4 separate regions of the Mus musculus genome follow, and all the other regions are linked to region 4. Evidence: chromatin contacts called from public Hi-C and promoter capture Hi-C data. All regions are on one chromosome and are shown on one strand. The core of a region is the stretch at or near the end of the contact, and the rest is flanking DNA. Distances in the headings are between cores, read along the strand shown.

Region 1 (4,764 bases), core at 574-3,073, 480 kb after region 4:
TTCTTCTTGTGGTTCTGAGATGGTTGTCAACAACTCTCTAGGATTAGAACTAAGTTCTATGAAGAAAAATAAGCCAGAAGAGTGTATTAGGGGGTGCTCTGGAGGAAAAGTTCTAAAGAAAAGAAGAGAAGAGGAGAGGAGAGGAGAGGAGAGGAGAGAAGAGGAAAGAAAAGACGTAGTAGTATTTTCCCTAGTGAACTCTGACAAAGATTTGATGTTTATCACAATGGGTGAGTCTAAGTGTGACGTCATGTGCTGTGCCCTGGCTCCTCTGCCCCCACACATGCCCAACTGCACTGTTGGAACCCAGAGATTGCATGGGTGGAAAGAGATTGTTATCGGTGGGTGAATAGGTCACATGACAAGGCAAAGAGGCACATATGTAGTATGGAGAACTGTCAAGACTGTAGCCTGATGAGTGCCCAAGAAAGAAAGGCCAGGAAGTGAAATCTAGTCAAGCCGGTGGGTGTGTTGACACATTGTCCCCTTGACGAAGGTGTGTGGCTTTATAGATTGAATTATTGGCACATTGTAGTCCTAGTTGTATTGCTGTTCCGATGGCATCATTGTATGTTAATTTGGATCTCCTCAAATGTAGTTAGGGTGATGACAGCTGCTTCAGCTGATATGCTCTTAAAATAACATTGCCTTAAAAATTCCTCAGATAAATTCCCAAGTGTGAGTTCTTGCTTGTCAGTGCTGGGATGCGGGTCCATATGGTCACTCAGGGATAGAAACACCTTTCTTGTGGCTTCACCATCTCCTTGGATCTTAGAGTCCTTTCTTCCAGCTAGCAGACAGGGAAAACGAAGAAGAGAAATCACCTGCTTCCTAAACACCTCAGGCAGGGAGGAGTAGCTGTGTAGCTTCATGTAGCTCAAGAGGGGCTAGAAAATGTCATCCTGCCTATGTAGCCAGGGTCCAACACTATGATCTATGGAGCAGGAGAGTGCCATCTTGGGTAAACCATTTAACAATTTTGTCATGCCTTCCAAGTATGCTGCCCCAAATTGTGTTTAAAGTTGTGGATCAGAACATGTGGAAAACATTGCAGAACTCATAGAACCCTGAAGGGGTTTCAGGCATCAAAGTGACACAACAGACCATCTTGGGCTCTAGAGGCATGAAGGGAATGACACCAGTTGAAGGAAGGAGGGGACCAGGTTCCTGCTGTCTCCACTTCTGTCCTGTTTTTTTTTTTTGTTTGTTTTGTTTTGTTTTTTGTTTTGAAGGGTACCACACCCCAAGGGACCCTGTGTTTATATTCTTCTCCCATACACATGAGTCAAACTTAGAGAAGTGAATTGACTTGACCAAGGTATTCTGGGCCTCAGGTGGGTTGTCACCAGAGGTAGTGGTTTATATTTGGAAAAGTTATCTTGGGATTTTGTGGTTTTGTGTGTACATTAGTACCGTGTCATGGTGTCTTAGGAGGCAGAAAGGCATACGCATGGGGCCTAGGGGGTTGGCAGGTGGATTACACAGGTTTTGTGCCTCTACTTGGGCTTCACTCTTCCTCTTTCCTGCCTATACCTCCAGGTCTCTAACACAGATCCTTCATGGGCACCCTCTTTGTCTCCCAGAAGTATACCCAGTGGTTCCTGGCCCTGGTGGGGAGGGGCACCGTAGACATGCTCCCCCGACTAGAGGAGCCAGTTCTGCTGACTGGGTGGTTAGGGCCCACGCACTGGGACCTGGGGAGACTGAGAGGAGAAAGTGGCTGCTGAGCGCAGCTCTGCGAGGCCTGGTGATTTATGAGAAACAGCTTCAGTAGGCCATCTGGACCAGGAGCTTCAGGAAGCACATCCTGTGTGGAGGCGCAGGCAGTGTGGGAGCCCTGCCAGAGAGGAGGAGGGCTGCCAGGGGACGGACGGGAGGAGGAAGGGATGAGGAGAGAGACTGGGGCAGAGGCAACATGGAAAGCTGTAACCGTGAAATCACATCGATCCAGGCGTTTACATGTGCAGAAACTTCAGATAGGACCTTATTAACCCTCAGCGCTTCTCTCTCTCTCTCTCTCTCTCTCTCTCTCTCTCTCTCTCTCTCTGTGTGTGTGTGTGTGTGTGTGTGTGTGTGTGTGTGTGTGACTGACTGTGTCTGTGTACATTTGTGTGTCGTCTGTGTATGCACATGTATGTGGAGGCCAGAGATTAACATTTGGTATCATCCTCGGGTTGATACAACATGCCCAGCTTTCTACACGGATGCTGGGGATCTGAACCCAGGTCCTCATCCTTGTGTTGCAAGCAGTTCCCCAACTAAGCCATCTCCCCAGTCCTAAGGGCCTCAATTTCAGCAACTTGGAAATGAAATGACTATGTCCACCATGCTGCTGAGAGACTTAAATGGAGCATGGCGTTGTAAGCACCCAACTCGATGCCTTGAAGGGAGGAGGCTGATGCTGCTGAGCCTCTTCCTCTCCTGGGCTGAGCATTCATTGATGTGCTGGGGTTGCAAAGATGCCCAGAGCTTACAGTGCGGTGATGAAGGCAGCCTGTTTTATAACACTTGAGGTGTTTACAGTGAACTCAGGGAATTCAGAGGCAAGAATAGCTAGCACTGCCTGGAGGTGACATTTGAACTGGGTTTAGAGAAGTCTGAGGTAAGGGACCAGTGAAGGGGGAGTGAGGGGACCGGCCTGAGGAGAGCTGTGCTGTCAAATATCAGTCCATTCCCTCATACTGCTAGCTCTCATGGTCCAATCAATCTGACTGCCTCTCATTGTCTACATCTGGATGTTGATGGCCATAGTAAGACTCATCATGCTTAAACAGGGTTGTCCATCTCTCCCCACCTTACACACCAATCCTCTTATCATGGATCTTTCCCATCTTGGCAAACAGTACCACACCAAACTACAAGAAACCCCAAACGAGAATATCCCTCCAACTTTGATATATTCCTTTCTCCCCCACCCACTTCTAATTTGTGCCAAGTGGCACTGCTGCCTTTGGGATTCTGCAGTGTTGCGATCCTTACCACGCCCCCCTCCAAGTTCAGTCTAGCTGCACAGCGTCCCAGGTCTATTCCAAGCATATCCAGAACCTATTTGAGTCTGTGTCCATCCCCACCACCACCCTATAGTCTAAACTGTGTTGTGCTGTTGTTGTTTTAGAATTTTAAGATACGGTCTCTTGTAGGTCAGGCTGGCCTCAGCTTTGCTCTGTAGCCTTGAACATGTGACCCTCCTGCCTCTCCCTTCCAAGTGCTGAGCTTGAAGGGGTGACTCACTACCCTTATCCTATTGCTCTTGGTTTTTGGAAACAGTATTTCACTCAGAGAACTTTCCATAGTATGAGGATATATTTGGCCTCAAACTTGTGTCGATCCTCCTGCTTCTCTCTGTCTTCTGAGTTCACTGAGCCACTGTGGCTGGCTACACAGTCGAGTTTTCCTCCAGATAGCCACCATGAGCTTGGGACTCATTTTTCTTTTTCCAAGTTGTTCTTTCATAGCTACTCTCCTCGGAGACTAGGTTAGCCTCCTCACAGCTGCCAGAGTGGTCTTTATAAAAGGCCAAATCTAAACATACCCCTGCCTAAGTCCTTTACCAGCTAATTGTACCATATTTTGATATAATAAGAAAACTCTTCTTATCTAGCGGTGTTTATTTCTTGCTTATGTGTTTGATGGCTGGCTGAAGCTTGGTTGCTCTAGATGGGATTCAGGATTTGGCTCCACTCTGTAGATCAAGTCCAAGTCTTCCTTAAACATTGCTCATTCTCATTGGACTAGTGGTTACTGAGACATGATTTTATTTTAATCATGAAATAAAAGGAGTCCTATGGGTCAGGCCCATCGATAAAAGACTGTTCTTCAGTCTCAGCTCCCAACACACTGACTCCTATCCTATTGCTCACAGGAAATGGTGTGGCCAAGTCAAGAAGGAAGGAAGTATAGTATGTTGCCATGAGGCCGTAGCAAAGGTGTGGATACACAATGTATGATAATGGAATGGAGAATTGGGACCAATAATTCAATCTTCAAGAAAAGCCTTTAAGGGCTGTAGATAATGTCACTGAACTTGGAATGATCTTCAGGAACCAGCTCCTGTGAGATGTTGCCTGTCTTACTTCTTGAGTGGTTGCCCCTTGACACACTCCTTGGCTGTGCTGTGTTCTATGATGTTCCTTAGCCTTTCTCTCATGGTTATCTTCTTGTCGATGTGACACAAGGTCGAGTCATTTGAGAAGAAGGAACTTCAATAGAGGAAGTACCTCTACAAGGCTGGCCTGCGAGGCAGACATTTTCTTCATTAGTGGCTGATATAGAAAGGGTCCAGTCCACTGTGGGTAGTGCCGACCCTGGGCACTTTCCTGAGTTGTATGAGAAGGCAGGCTGAAGCAAGACAGGGCAACCAAGCCAGTCAGCAGTGCTCCGGTATGGCTTCTGCTTCGGTTCCTGTCTTGAGTTCCTGCTCTGACTTCCCTTTGTGATGGAGTGTGACCTGAGTGTTGTAAGCTGAAGTAAAAACCCTTTCCTTCCCAAGTTGATTTTGGTCATGGCGGTTTTATCACAGCAGTAGAAACCCTAACTAAGACACTTTGCAAATTCCTTTCCTACCTCAGGACCATCTCCTGTGTCCTTTCTGTTCTCCACATGCCACACTATAGACTTCTTGTCATTTCAGATGAAATGTCACCTACAGTCATTTAGATTTAGAGATGCAGGTGCCTGGGCTCTGCCCCTGGAAATTCTGAAATGGCAGATTTGGGTTTGGGTCTCAGGAGGGTCTTTCACAGTTGATGACAAAACTGATGTCCC
Region 2 (4,904 bases), core at 1,905-4,404, 280 kb after region 4:
ATTGACTACTCTTCCAGGAATCCTGAGTTCAATTCCCAGCAACCACATGGTGGCTCATAACCACCTGTAATGGAATCTGATGCCCTCTTCTGGTGTGTCTGAAGACAGCTACAGTGTACTCACATACATAAAATAAATAAATCTTAATATATACATATATGTGTGTGTGTGTGTGTGTGTGTGTGTGTGTGTGTGTGGAGAGAGAAGAGAGAGAGAGAGAGAGAGAGAGAGAGAGAATGCTATCATTTCCAAACATCCTCAATCCCCCTGAATAATCCTGGGCATAGGTCTTCTGCTCTTCCTCCCTTCCTCCCTTCCTCCCTTCCTCCCTCCCTTCCTCCCTTCCTCCCTCCCTTCCTCCCTTCCTTCCTTCCTTCCTTCCTTCCTCCCTCCCTTCCTCCCTTCCTCCCTCCCTTCCTCCCTTCCTTCCTTCCTTCCTTCCTTCCTTCCTTCCTTCCTCCCTTCCTCCCTCCCTTCCTTCCTCCCTCCCTTCCTTCCTTCCTCCCTTCCTTCCTTCCTTCCTCCCTCCCTCCCTCCCTCCCTTCCTTCCTTCCTTCCTTCCTTCCTCCCTCCCTTTCTCCCTTCCTTCCTTTCATTCTTCCTTTCTTTTTAATGACAACACAACTTATTTGAAATCTATTTCTTTTTCTTAAGCATTTGTTTCGGAACCAGGAGACAGAATGCTAGGAGTGTATTTGCAGAAATCTTTGCAGAATGTCTACTTCTGGGAGCAAATGAGAAACAAACGTGGCTTCCTCTCAAAACCTAGAGCTATTCGTGGTGCTCGTGGGTAACACATCCCTCAACAAGGCCTGTTCGTATCCCCTTCAAATGCTCAGTGCTGAACACCTCTCCGCATTCCCTTTGCTTCCACTTTAACCTAAATCTCCATCACCTCCACCTGGTGGAATGAGGGTGGTGGCGTACCATGCTTCTGTCTTCCTCCCACTGGGCCCTGCCACACCCAGAACAAGCGGTCCTTCGAATCACAGGGATTTTCTGAATGCAGCATCCCTGCACTGCTACACCAAGTACTGCCAGTGGCTCTCTCACTTAGAGTAAGGTCAAAGTTTTTATGGCAGTCTTTCAGACCCACTCTACTTGCTTCCCTGTCAGCCATCTTTAACACTGCTTGTCTGCTGGCACTGTCTGATAACCACATGGATCCTCCCTCTCTCTCTCTCTCTCTCTCTCTCTCTGTTTTTTTTTTTTTTTTTTTTTTTAAGACAGGGTTTCTCTGTGCAGCCCTGGCTGTCCTGGAACTCACTCTGTAGACCAGGTTGGCCTCGAACTCAGAAATTCTCCTGCCTCTGCCTCTGCCTCCCGAGTGCTGGGATTAAAGGCGTGCGCCACCACTGCCCGGCCACCTGGATCTCTTTAAGATGCTCGCCAACACACTTGCCCACCAGCCCAGGCCCTTTGCGTTTGAGGATACTTTTGCCTACAGCCTCTTTCCCTCAGCTATCTCCACAGCTCAGTCCTCTTTGTCTTTCATCTCCCTCTCAGTACTCTGAGATTATAACCACTCCACTTAGCTCTTCCCACCGATCATTCCCTCGTTGTCTCTCCAGGGCTTACATATATCTATTTTGCCTGTTTGGTTAATACTTTTCAGACGCTCCCCCAGTCTGTTTTTGAGACACAATCTCAGTAGGTAGCCCTAGCTGACCTACGGACTCACTAAGTTTAACCAGATTGGCCTGAGGCTCACAAAGCTCAGCCTGTCTCTAGCTCTGCCTCTCTAGAGCCCCAGGGTTAAAAGTGGAGCTGCCCTGCTTAGCCATAGGATGTAATCTTGATGAAGACAGAGGTTTGTTTGTTTTCGAGACAGGGTTTGTCTGTGTAGCCTTGGCTGTCCTGGAACAGCTTCTGTAGACCAGGCTGGCTTCAAACTCAGAGATCTGCCTGCCTCTGCCTGCCTCTGCCTACGGAGGTTTGTTGTTGTTGAATTGTACTTATTTATTCTGTGGCTGGCTTCTTTCTCTGAGCATAGTGTGCTACCTTTAATCCTTCTATGTGGGTACCTACTTCTGATGTGTCAAGCAGGGTAGCAAGAGAACCCCAGCCAGGGTCTTTGTTATCATTCCTGCCTCAGTTCTCCAGCTTCGCACCTGCCCATTAACTCACTCAGACTTTAATCAAAAGCCCCCCCAACCCCCCAACCGCACCGTGAACCTTCTCTGAGCTCCACGACAGCTGAGCTAACTCCTATCTCATTCCCCTATAAGCTCCCCTCTATGCTTGCTTCTTTCTCTAAGCCTTCTGTTTTCTTTGTCCTGGGTTCTCGGACTTAGCTATTTCCATCCATGCATGAGTGTGGGCCTCTTGTCTCATCTGCTCCTCCCCCCCCCCGCCCCCACTCCTTTTTTTTTTTTTTTTTTTTGGTTAAGTAATTTTAAGATGTGTTTATACATGTGTGTGTATAGTCAGATCCTCTGATACTGTGATATGCTATGGGCCATCTTCCTCCCAGTGCATGATATGCCTAACCATAGCACTTTGCATACACAAACACATGTCTCTGGAGTCAGAGCCCCATCTCTGAGGTGGGGATGTCTCTCCTGTTTCTCTCCCCTCTGGATTTCTGGTTGCTGCTGGCTCTCCACATAGTCTTCCTCAGCTCGTTTCAGAAACCAGAAGTTTCTTCTTCTCATATTATCAACAGTTATTTGCAAACAAACGATAATGCTTTGGTGATGGGTTTCTCGCTCTGCCACTCAAGCTGGCTATGCTTTTCTCAGGTCTCCTGTCTCAGGCTCCTTAGTCACTGTGCACCTGGCTACACTCAGCTGTACATAGTTTATGCATCAGTTGACTTGACCCCAAGAGGAACTATTACAGTCTCAATCTTACAGATGAGAGAACTACGGGCTTCTTGCTTTGTTGGTGCCTCCTAGTTCCAAGTCAACAGTTTCTCTCTTCTACATAATAGAAGTGACCTATTAAGGGCTGATTTTTGTGACCTCTCGTTTTTTACCTCCTGAAACCTGCCATCTCCCTACCCCAGCCCCTCACGCTATGAAGTCATCCTTGTTATTTTTTAACTGCTGTTATCTGTGATTGGCCCCATGTCCACATCGCTCTACCCACACTGCTCTGGCACCCTCTCTTTACCCAAGCCAAACGTCGACTGACCACAGGTGGCTTTTTTGCTTGAGCACGTATGAGCTATGGCAGGGTTTCACTTCCCCTTCCATTCTCAGCCCAGCTTTGTTGGCCTCTGTGATTCTTGCTTGCCCTAACTGGGACATAGCAAACCTCACAGTGGGCCTGGGCATTTCTGGTTCCCAAATCACAACTGACATCCAAGAAGGAAGAAGACGGCTAAGTGCCTTGTTCTGTTCTAGAGCCTATGATAGTCATGGCGACACAGAATGCAATTCTGAAAGGCCTCAGCTTCTAGGTACATCCAAGTGCCTTTTTGGGGGGGGGGGGGGTTGGTTTTTTGAGACAGGGTTTCTCTGTATAGCCCTGGCTGTCCTGGAACTCAATCTGAAGACCAGGCTGGCCTCGAACTCAGAAATCCACCTGCCTCTGCCTCCCGAGTGCTGGGATTAAAGGCATGTGCCACCAGGCCCGGCTCCAAGTGCCCTTCTTATGGGCTCCTGATGTTGTAATTGGCTTAATTCTCTCCTCTCTCTGGATTTTGATGGTTGAGGACCTTTCTGCAGCACAGCTGACCTTTAGCTGCCCTTTGGCCAGCAACATACTGCTCAGACTCTGTATGGGAAAATCACCTGCCCTATGTCTTCCGCAGCTCAAATCTCAGACTAGCCCAAAATGTTTTACTTGGGTTTATCACCCATAATTTTTTCTCTCTCTCAGCTGGATAGTGCAGTATATCATCGCAAAAGCAATTTATGAAAGTCTTTCAACACGAAATATGAAAAAATGCAAATAAAAATGGGATCCAGATGGGGAGATGGTCTGGTGACCTTAACTCAATCCCTGCTACCCCCACAAAAAGCCAGATAGATATATGAGGCCAGTACTCTGTAGAGGTGGGAGGGTCTCTATGATTGAGGCCAGCCTAGTCTATATGGTAAACTCTGAGACAGCCAGGATTACACAGACAGACCTAGTCTCAATACAAGAAAAATTAAAAAGCCAGCCATGATGGTACACATAGGTAATACCCATGGTAAACAGGGGGATCAAACAACTCTCAGGCCAGTGTGCAGCCTGGGGTCAGAAATAGTCAAGAGAGACCCTGCTTTAGAAGCACAATAGTGTGGGCCTTTTCTTAAGAACACAGTATATGTCGGGTATAGAGGCACATGTCTTTAATCTGAGCACTCAGGAGGCAGAGGCAGATAGACTTTTGAGGCCAGCCAGGTGGTCGTGGCTCACACCTTTAATCCCAGCACCTGGGAGGTAGAGGCAAGTGGATCTTGGAGTTCAAGGCCAGCCTGATCTACAGAGTGAATTCCAGATGGCCAGAGCTACACAGAGAAACCCTATCTCAAAATGAAACAAACCAAAATGGGAGGAAAGAAGAGAACTAACATCCTAAAAAACTATTCTCTGTGCCGCAGTATACATGCACCTATGCCACGCACACACACACACACACACAATGTACAAGTCGATAAATCTGATCAACTGAGCACACCTGTATGACCTATACATAATCAAAAAGTTAAACATTGCCAGCACTTAGAACCTCACCCCTATTTCCTCCTCCAACAAAACTCCAAAGGTGGCCACTATTCTGAAAACTTCCAAGGTAGAGATGCATGAGTCTGGCCTGGTTTGGCCCCACCAATGCAATTTCAAAAGAAATGTCTCCGTGACCACCAGCCTCTTGGTGTTTTGTTTTGTTTTTGTTTTTTAGGCAAGGTCTCTAGATAACTCTGGCTGTCCTGGGACTTAGTCTGGAGACCTGGCTGGCCTCAAAAGTCTAT
Region 3 (4,583 bases), core at 907-3,406, 310 kb after region 4:
TTTTTTCCTAGGAGGTTATTAGGACAGACTCATGAGCATCTTCTTCTTTCAGTCTGTGATTGGTGTTAAGTCAGCTTTTTGCAACTGTGGTAAATATGGAAGAAACTGACGTATAAAGAGAAGCCATTGGCCTTGTTGCTTTGGGTTTATGTCAGACAGCATGTCACGGCGGGAGTCTGTAGTGGTGCTAAGCCACTCACAGAATCCCCCAGAATCCTGTCCAGGAACATAGTTCCTGGGACGTAAAGGCTTCCAAGAGTTCTTGCCTCTTAAAGGCCCCCCCCCGCACCCCCCCCAGGAACTCTGCCTGGGAAGCAAGCCTTAACACATGGGCCTTCAAAGAGTGCTTAACATTCAAATCATAGCAAGAACTTGCCTGCACCTGTTATATTTTCAAGTTAGTGTTGCTGGGCAAAGAATTATTAGCATATCCTCCATTACTGACTCTTTTTAAAATGTTACTTCATTTTCTCTTGACATAAAGCCTTGCTAAATAATATTTGAATTTATTTTCTCATGTCAGTTATTTATTTATTTATTTATTCTGCCAAGACACAGAAAGATTTTTCCCTTTTCCCCTGAAGATTTGGAAATTTTTATTTTATTTATTTATTTATTTATTTATTTATTTTGGTTTTTCGAGACAGGGTTTCTCTGTGTAGCCCTGGCTGTCCTGGCACTCACTTTGTAGACTAGGCTGGCCTCAAACTCAGAAATCCGCCTGCCTCTGCCTCCTGGGATTAAAGGCGTGTGCCACCACGCCCGGCTTCGAATGTCATTTTGAAATAGGCAACAGGTTCCATTCTGTTCTGAGAGTGTCTCTCTGGTGTGGTTTTCCTGTTGGTGGGAATGCTGTTTTATTCCTCATTTGTTTGTTTTTGTTTTTATTTTTTGGTTTTCTTTGTTTGTTTTGTTTTGTTTTGTTTTGCTTGATTTAACTTCCTATGAGATTTGGCCTCAAAACTTTCCTACAGTTTGCCTTTTGTGAAAGTGCTTTTCCTGAACTGAAGGAATCACAAAAGGTTGACGTTCTTAACTGGAAGAGCACCCACTTTCTTGTGCAGTTTTAAGGAGGCATAAAAAAAGATAGTGACCTTTCGAGGGGCGTGGGGTGGGTGGGGTAGCAGTGGGGTGTTCTTGGCTTAATTTTCGGCCTCTCCTTATATTGGACCTTTCTCCTACTTTCTGATTGCTCTGATCCCACTCATTTTTATGTGGGATTTGGAGAGATTAATAAGCTCTGTGGGCATAGCTATGATTTCCCCAGTAAGGTGTAGTGCATTTATTTGCAAGGCTGGAGGAGGCTATGACAGACAGCATTTTCCTATCTATTTGGAGTTGACCTTGAACTCCTGTTTCGAAATGGGAGGTGTACTGGCTGGTTTGGGGTGTCAACTTGACACAGGCTGGAGTTATCACAGAGAAAGGAGCTTCAGTTGGGGAGATGCCTCCTCGAGGTCCAGCTGTAAGGCATTTTCTCAGTTAGTGATCAAGGGGGAAAGGCCCCTTGTGGGTGGGACCATCTTTGGGCTGGTAGTCTTGGGTTCTATAAGAGAGCAGGCTGAGCAAGCCAGGAGAAGCAAGCCAGTAAAGAACATCCCTCCATGGCCTCTGCATCAGCTCCTGCTTCCTGACCTGCTTGAGTTCCAGTCCTGCATCCTTTGGTGATCAACAGCAGTATGGAAATGTAAGCCGAATAAACCCTTTCCTCCCCAACTTGCTTCTTGGTCATGATGTTTGTGCAGGAATAGAAACCCTGACTAAGACAGGAGGTCCTGTTTCTAGGATTCTAAAATTACAGGCACTCACTACTGCACCCAGTCTCAGATCAGTCTGTCTAATGGCAAGCTGCTTATTGAGCCATAGGCAAGACGAGTTCATAAATGTCGGAGAGTTAATTGTTTCTGTGTTGGGTTGGCCAGGCTTCCAGCTCTGGTCCCCCATTCAGGCCCCACAGGTTTAACCTTCGCTCCTTGTACTTGGCTCAGGAGAGAGTTACATACAGTGCGTTTCCCACCTCTGGTGTTTGCTGGGTCCTCTGGGGCATTTCTTCGTAGCGCAGGTTCTGGAGAACAGGAGGAAGGTACTACTGACTCCACTACCCAAGAAAAAGGGATGAACCTGGGTTGTGAAGGGCCTGCTGTGTGAGCCTGCACCGCCACCTGCTGGCCATAAGTTTAATTACACAGCAGAGAGGTTGCAGTTCCCCCCTCAGCCAATGGAGTGGATTCTTTACCCTTCTATTCCCAAAGGCAAACTTATGTTAATATAATGATGATAATAATAGCAGAGAAAGAATTTCTCTATTGTTTAGACGTTTACACCTTTGTTTTTGGTTTTAATGAGCAGGGTCTCTCTACATAGTTCTGGCTGTCCTGGAACTTGCTTATGTAGATCAGACGTGCCTCGAGCTCAGAGATCCATCTGCTTCTGTCTCCTGAGTGCAGGGATTAAAGGTGTGTGCCACCACGTCTCTAGCCATGTCCTTTCTTTTTAGAAACGTAAATAATGTGTATTTATTTTCTTACAGCTCTAGAGACTCTGGCTATTTACATCGGCAGGGATAGGAGGGGGTAGGAGATTCAGATGCTGAGACTCGATGCTGAACTCGACTTCACTAGTTGCCAGAGAGTAAGGTGGCGTTGATTCACCTTCCCGTTTCCAGGTCTGGTTGTGCTGGGCAGGATAAAGAGGCCCAGGCTTAGTTCATAGGACTCGTGGTCTCCTTCTCTTGGGAGAAGGGACTCTGCAGACATGGACCTTGAGGTTGCACGGGCTTCCTGGGGTGCTTTGATCTGATCACCTGAGCATCACAGAGAATGGTCCCTCTCTGTGAATAGAGACCTTGTCTTGGCTTCAGTTAGAGACACAACATCGAAGGGTTGGAAGCTGGAGGTGGGAAACACAAGTAAAGAGTCTAAGTGGCTTCTGGAAACTGAATTTTCTAGAAGGAAGTTGTGCTCGTGTGGCTGGCTGAGTGATTAGAACTTCCTGGTGGTGGGAAGTCGGGCACTGTGGAAATGGAGCCAAAATTATCAGGGAGTTCTTTTTAGTACCCCAATGGCTACTAGGTGCCCATCTCTGTCTGACCTAAAATCCTTTCCTGAATGTATGTGCGTGCATATGTGTGTTCATGTGTGTGCAGGTACATGTGTGTGGAGGCCAGGAGATAATGTCATATGTTGTTACTTAGGAGATGTCCACGGCTTATGTTTTTTTTTTTTTAAAGATTTATTTTATTTATATGAGTATACTTGTAGCTGTCTTCAGACACACCAGAAGAGGGCATCAGATCTCATTACAAATGGTTGTAAGCCACCATGTGGTTGCTGGGATTTGAACTCAGGACCTTCAGAAGAGCAGTCAGTGCTGTTAACCACTCAGCCGTCTCTCCAGCCCATTATGTTTGTTTTTAAAAATTAATCAATTAATTAAATAAATCAAATTATTGTATTTATATATGTTTAATATATAAATGTAACATATCTTATAAAATATATATTTCATAAATAAATAAATTCAATCAACAGAGCAATTAATTAATTACTTACTAGAGTGGTGGGTGAGTAGGTGGCAGTCAGAAGACAACTGTAGGAGATTTTTACTTTCTTCTACCATGTGTGTTCTCAGGATTGAACTCAGGTCACCAGGATTGGTGACAAACACTCACACTCACTGACCCATCTCAATGTCCCTGCCTTGTATTGGTACAGACTCTTCTCTCAGTGGTCTAGAGTTTGCCATTTATGCTAGCTGGCTGGCTAGCAAGCCCCGAGGCTCTGTATGCCTCTGCTTTCCAAGTGTGGTGATCCTAAGTGCATGCATGCCATGGCACACAGCTCTTATACAGAACGCCTGGGGATTGGATACAGGTCTTCATACCCGTATAGAAAATACTTCAATGACAGAGCGATACCCTTGAGATGCTAATATCCTTTTGACTATGAGGTAGACTATTCCAGAATGTATCAGCCTAGCAGATTGCTAGCTTCCATTATCCCCAAAGTTAAAAGTGTCACCAGGTAGCATCTGAGACCTGAGATCCTGGCTTTGCTATGGCTTACCTAACCAATGGCTCCACCTACCTATGTGAGCAATGCCTTGACGTGGGGCCTCCTTTTGTTCTGTAACTATAAAAATATCATGAGAACATTGCCACATTGGAATGCATTTTGGGGGGGGGGCGCGGAGAACCCGAGCCCGTGTTCCTGGGCCACGTTCAGCCATTTTGGGCTCAAGGATAAACTCTCTCTTTTTTCCTCTGCTGTGCAAGTCATGCTTTATGTCACCACGTCTAAATGCTGACAAAATGGATGTCCCTGGGAGCCCTGCAGAGGAATGCAGACCTGCTGACATCTTGGTTTTTGTCCCAGGGACATGGAAGCGCAGGAGTTTACTGTGTCTAGACAATGATGATTTGATAATGTCTTTGTGTGGTCACAAGTTACAAGATAGGAAACGAAAGGTCAAGTGTACATAGTAAGACATTTCCCATGCATTGTAAGGTCTTCTTAGTTCTTTTATTTCATGATCATTTTCTGAGCACCTACTATGTTCTAGAGATGTGCTCACTACAGGGTTAC
Region 4 (4,914 bases), core at 1,258-3,757:
CTCAGAGCCACCAGAAGCCGGAGAGACAAGGAAGCATCGCTCCTTAGAGGAATGACCCACATAATACTTTGATTCTGGACAGTAAGCCGCCAGAAATACGGGACAATAAATTGCCGTCATTTCTAAACAGTTTGCATTAAATTTATTATCTTATTTTGTGTGCTTGGCATTTATAGTTTGTTTCTGCAAGTATGTCTGTGTACCACAGTGTGTGCCTAGTTCTGGAGGAGGCCAGAAGAGAGCATTGCATCCTCTGGAACTGGATATGTGTGAACAACCATGTGAGTTCTAGGAATCCAACATGGGTCCTCTAGAAGAGGCGTTCCAGACATGTAGCCATCTCTCCAGCCCCATAAATTGCTATCATTTTCCAGGCACTTGATTTGTTAGTTATGATGGCAGCCCTAGAAACTAAAACACTCACACCTTAGAGGGCATTCCAGCCACCTGTTTCCTACCAATACCGGGTTCAGGAGAAGAACCAGAAAGCACCATCAGAAGGATCCCCAGAGGGGTTGGAGAGATGGCTTAGTGGTTAAAAACGCTGACTGCTCTTCCAAATGGTCCTGAGTTCAAATCCTGGCAACCACATGGTGGCTCACCACCACCTGTAATGGGATCTGATGCCCTCTTCTGGTGTGTCCAAAGACAGTAACAATGGACCCATATACATTAAATAAATAAATATCACACAAAAGGTGCTTTCTTAAAAAAAAAAAAAAAAGACCACCAGAAAGGCTTAGGTCAGGTATCAGCCTTCAGAGAGCAGGTGGAGAGGGCAGGGCATAGATGTGGATTCAGAGCTGCTCTTTCCAGCATCCTTAATACCACCAGCTTCAAATGAGTTTATTCACACCTCAAAGTTACTTTAAGAAAAATTGTTTCCCGTGTCTGGTTATTTTACCTGCATGCATATGGTGTACCACATGCATGCCTGGTACCCAAGGAGGTCAGAAGAGGGTGCCAGGTCCTCTAGAACTGTCCTCTGGTAGTGCATCAAGTGCTCTTTAATGCTGAACCATCCTTCCAGCCCCTCAGAGTTCCTCTTGAAAGAAAGCAGAGTTGGGGAGACAGATCAGTCGGTGGAGTGCTTGCCTTGCAAGCATGAAGACCTGAATTTGATTTTAAAGAGAAATGGAAAGGAAGAAGGAAAGAAAGAAAGAAGAGAGAGAGAGGAGAGAGAGAGAGAGAGAGAGAGAGAGAGAGAGAGAGAGAGAGAGAGAGAGGAAGGAAGGAAGGAAGGAAGGAAGGAAGGAAGGAAGGAAGGAAGGAAGAAAATGCCAGGCATGACTGCAAGCACTTGTAACCCCAGTACTGGTGTGGTAGAATTGGGATCCACTGGGCTTATTGGGCCAGTTCGCTGGCCAGCCAGCCTAACCTACTTGACAGACTCATAACAGTGAGCAACCTAGTCTCAAAGAAACAAGGTGATAGTCCCTCAGAAGCATTACCTGAGGTTGGACTCTGGCTCCACGTGTATGCAAACACATAGGAATGTAAACCCCACCACACACACACACAGTGAGGGACAGGGACCTCCAAGTAGGCCCAGTATTTCCTTGGTGCAGATACTGGAGGGCCATCTATGGTCCTGTGGGGATGAGACAAAGCCAGAATGAAGTGGTCCTCTTGGATGACAGAATCAGAATTCAGAAAGCCTCTTGCAGGGTAGGCATTTAACAAGGTGATGTCCAATAAGCATGACTGTATAGATGAACTCTTAGGTTACATAGTCATGTTCAGGAATGAAAAAAAGCAGGAAGCCTGGCTTAAGGTAGTTTCTTACGAGGATGCCCTCGCAATATTCTTTGACTAGAAGCTAATAATGAGCCAGACACCAGACTGTGGCCCACCTAATTAAAAGCTTTTATGGGAAACACACGTGCGCGAGGGTGAGGTGGGGGTGTTATTCTTGGAGGGGTTAGAGAGGTAATGGGCACGTGGTACAGCTTACCTAACGGAAACAGACAACGCTGGCCTATCATTGAACTCAGACAGGCAGCCTGGCCACCTTCCCCGGTCTGCAAAAGTTGGTGTGAAGTGAAATCTGCAGTTATCAGATCTCCTGGGTCACCCATAGACAGGGGACACTCTGGCTGGGGAAAGGGTTCCTGGTGTGCCTCTATACAAGTTCATCTCGGGTCCAGGGTCGGGACTATGGTACCCATACTCACTAGACGTTCAAGACTGAAGTGTCCTGCTAGACAGCGAGTCTTAAGAGGTCCCAGCAGGGAGGCCAGGCCTGCCTGCAGGCTTTGCAGCTTTTTGTCCGGTACCCTAAAAGTACACAGGGGCTGCGCGTGTTTGGGGAGCCTCCTGGAATTTAGCGCCCTGCGTCCCGCCTGCTCGTTTCTTAACCTCGTGTTTGCACGCGGCCCTTCGGGCGTCAGCTTGGAGCTGGGGCCGGGGGCTGGCGACGGGGAGGGGGCTGGCGGAGCTCGCGGCGCGGCCCCAAGTTTATGCTAATCCGTGCAGAGCCCGCCTCCCGCCTCCCCTGCGCGGCCCCAGCCGCGAGTAGCCCCGGCCACTCGGCGGGACGCAGCGGCCGCACAGCTCCAGGCGGCCGAACCAGCGCGCTCCGGGGGTCGGTCGCGAGTGGCCGCGGGAGCCCGGAGGGCGAGCGGAGGATCCCCCGCGGGAGGCACCCCGAGGGACAGAGTGACGACCGAGCGCGATGGGCCGCCGTCTGTCCGTGTGGCTGTGCACCGTCGCGGCGCTGCTCTCGGGGGCGCAGGCCAAGGGCACCCCTCTCCTCGCGCGGCCCGCACAGCCCAGTGCCTCCCGTTACAGCCTCTACACCACCGGATGGCGTCCGCGGCTGCGCCCGGGGCCACACAAGTAAGCGCGGGGCCGGGCCACGGCGGGAACCCGAGGGAGGCCCCCGCGTGGCGCGCCGCCACTCCCACCTGCCCGGACCGGCGCGGAGGCGTCGAGATATGGGTACCCCAGCCACCGATGGGGCGGTTCCCCCGACACGATTCTTTGCGCGGGTAGGCGCCCCGCCATCCAGGAGGCTGCGGGGTTGGCGAAGAACAAGTCAGCCGAGGGGGCCTGGCGCGGAGACTGGGATCCTGGCAGTGCCCGTGGAAACCTTTCCAGCGAAGTAACATTTTCCAGCTGCGCTGTGAGCAAACTCCAGGCGCAGCGGACCAGGTGGAGGGAGAGGAGGAAGGGCTGTCCGCGCCTGGAACACACGGGGCTCCCCAGTCCAATGCCTTCTGTCTCTCTTCTGCCTTGCGTGGTTGTAGACAGAGCCATGCTTATTTTAGGTAGTTGCTCCTCCCCTCCTATGGTCTGGCCCCAATAGCCCTGCGGGAGCCCCAAGGTGGGTGAGATGCACAGCTGGTGAGGACTTGTGGGTCCTGGGCTTGTACTGTAGAATGGACAGACTTCCACAGTGGTTTATACAGGAATTTGAATTCCAATCGAATATAAAACCTTGAAGGCAAGTACCCAGCCCACAACCACATTCCGTGAATCCAGGAGCATCAGGGCAGATGTCCTATAAGAGAAGACACGAGTACTGCTCTCGGGAGCAAGGAAATGGCAAAGCCGAGGCTAGAGAGCTTTTTCACAGGAGGAAGGAGGAAAGCCTGATTAAAAAGAAGCCACTAAGTTGTGCTCTAGAAACCTTGAAGGCCAGGATAAGGAGTTTAGAACCAGTGAAGGAGCCCGGGTGGGGGTGGGGGTGAATAGAAAGAAGGCCAAGTGGTTGAGGGAGAAGCTGAGGCGGCCTTTTCAGAGTGGTGTTGGGTAGACACCCAATCTTCTGGTTCAATTGAGCACGTGGCTCAGTAGACAGTAGACACCCATCAAGGACACAGACCCCGTTCAGAAGATATGGACCCCAGGCAGAGGTCCAAGGTTCCATGAAACAAAAATAAAAAAATAAAATAAAATAAATAAAAAAAGATACGGGGAACTCTGAGAGCAAGAGGTGAGCTCGGGCCAAACATTCCAGAGGTGTTCCTTCCCCTGCAGGTCTCTCTGTGCCTATGTGGTACACAGAAATGTGACCTGCGTCCTACAAGAAGGAGCAGAGAGCTATATAAAGGCTGAGTACCGGAACTGTGGGTGGGGACCCAACTGCCCTTCAACAGTCAGGTGAGTGAGTATTTCCCAGGGTATTGCCTCAGCTGGGAACAGAACCACTTCTGCAAAGGGCTGCAGTACCCTGGGCTTCAGAGAACCTATCTGGGCCACAGTGCTTGCTAGAGAGGACCAGGATCCCTGAAAGAGGCCTCAAGAGACCCCAAAATTTTGAGCTTGCAGCAGATCCTCCCCCATAGAGGCAAGGACAGGCTCAGTTTGGAGCCCAGAAGCCTCAGGGATACAAGAGGGAGTCTGGGCCAGAAGATATGACAGAGGCAGAAAGTATAGGGAAAGAGAGGAGAAGTTGATACTTCAGGGGTCCCGACCAGAAGAAGGTGGAAGCCAGAGGCCCTGGTACAGTTCAGACAGGCCGCCCAGGACATGGCATATAACTAAGTCTGTGTTTGGAGAGCTTAAATGTGTATGTCTGAGAACAGACCTATGCCTCATTGTGACAGTGAGTGAACAGGTATGTGGCTGATCAGGTAGAGAAGGGGTTCCTGGTGAGCTCTGCCTGTACCCTTGGCCTTCCCTTCCCACCCACGATCAGAGATGACCTCACACCAGCCTCTGAGAAGAGTCCAGTCCCCTGACTAAGCTAGAGATGGGTGCTAAGAGGGAAAGAAGCTGGTGGGAGCTAAGAGTACCCCGGGGCAGTAAAAGGGGCTGTCGGCCCAGCCCTGATGAGGTACTCCTTCTAATATCAGAGGCTCAAAACTTTGTCAGGATTCTGAGAGGCTCCCTCGGAGCCAGAATGGAATGTCTCTTGGCAGACGGGGACCTAGTGGTCTTGGGAAGATTGGGGTTAAATCCCCGATAGCT

The links. Promoter capture Hi-C pulls out the DNA fragments that hold promoters and counts their contacts. Hi-C and Micro-C count contacts between places; a contact is called where the count stands out from the background.
Region 1: a contact with region 4 is called in a Hi-C map of cortical neurons, with 1.8 times the contacts expected there. The contact joins the enhancer-like site here to the promoter of Emilin3 in region 4. A contact is called at or near these places in 5 of 39 promoter capture datasets (the C10 cell line, HPC-7-derived erythroid cells, liver and 1 more), 2 of 484 Hi-C or Micro-C datasets (the G1E-ER4 cell line and cortical neurons), 1 of 115 datasets of contacts at active chromatin or transcription factors (stem cell-derived neural progenitor cells) and 3 of 9 other capture datasets (adipose tissue, liver and pancreatic islet).
Region 2: a promoter capture Hi-C map of hematopoietic stem and progenitor cells shows a contact between it and region 4. The contact joins the enhancer-like site here to the promoter of Emilin3 in region 4. A contact is called at or near these places in 11 of 39 promoter capture datasets (the C10 cell line, the HPC-7 cell line, cranial neural crest and 7 more), 1 of 484 Hi-C or Micro-C datasets (nephron progenitors), 6 of 115 datasets of contacts at active chromatin or transcription factors (craniofacial prominence, embryonic basal ganglia, embryonic hindbrain and 3 more) and 3 of 9 other capture datasets (adipose tissue, liver and pancreatic islet).
Region 3: a contact with region 4 is called in a promoter capture Hi-C map of neural stem cells. The contact joins the enhancer-like site here to the promoter of Emilin3 in region 4. A contact is called at or near these places in 14 of 39 promoter capture datasets (the 3T3-L1 cell line, the C10 cell line, the HPC-7 cell line and 8 more), 2 of 484 Hi-C or Micro-C datasets (bone marrow-derived macrophages and cumulus cells), 10 of 115 datasets of contacts at active chromatin or transcription factors (craniofacial prominence, embryonic basal ganglia, embryonic forebrain and 7 more) and 2 of 9 other capture datasets (adipose tissue and liver).

The regions. Positions count from the first base shown.
Region 1 is chr2:160,430,435-160,435,198 of GRCm38.p6, reverse strand. No RefSeq gene overlaps it. Among named protein-coding and RNA genes, the nearest start is that of Gm34980, 58 kb to the right of the region's middle. Within about 2 kb of position 1,823, at least 66 of the 459 cell types and tissues checked have an H3K27ac peak or open chromatin away from gene starts, as enhancers often do. A contact at or near this core is called in cortical neurons, where this site is marked.
Region 2 is chr2:160,625,666-160,630,569 of GRCm38.p6, reverse strand. No RefSeq gene overlaps it. Among named protein-coding and RNA genes, the nearest start is that of Top1, 18 kb to the left of the region's middle. Within about 2 kb of position 3,154, at least 57 of the 459 cell types and tissues checked have an H3K27ac peak or open chromatin away from gene starts, as enhancers often do. A contact at or near this core is called in hematopoietic stem and progenitor cells, where this site is marked.
Region 3 is chr2:160,595,609-160,600,191 of GRCm38.p6, reverse strand. No RefSeq gene overlaps it. Among named protein-coding and RNA genes, the nearest start is that of Gm14221, 17 kb to the right of the region's middle. Within about 2 kb of position 2,156, at least 5 of the 459 cell types and tissues checked have an H3K27ac peak or open chromatin away from gene starts, as enhancers often do. A contact at or near this core is called in neural stem cells, where this site is marked.
Region 4 is chr2:160,909,932-160,914,845 of GRCm38.p6, reverse strand. It overlaps Emilin3 (elastin microfibril interfacer 3), which reads left to right and starts at 2,507. Exons shown (of 4, transcript NM_182840.2): 1 at 2,507-2,838; 2 at 3,982-4,104. The coding sequence starts at 2,675. It overlaps Gm35181 (a long non-coding RNA gene), which reads right to left and starts at 2,514. Exons shown (of 6, transcript XR_375190.4): 1 at 2,175-2,514.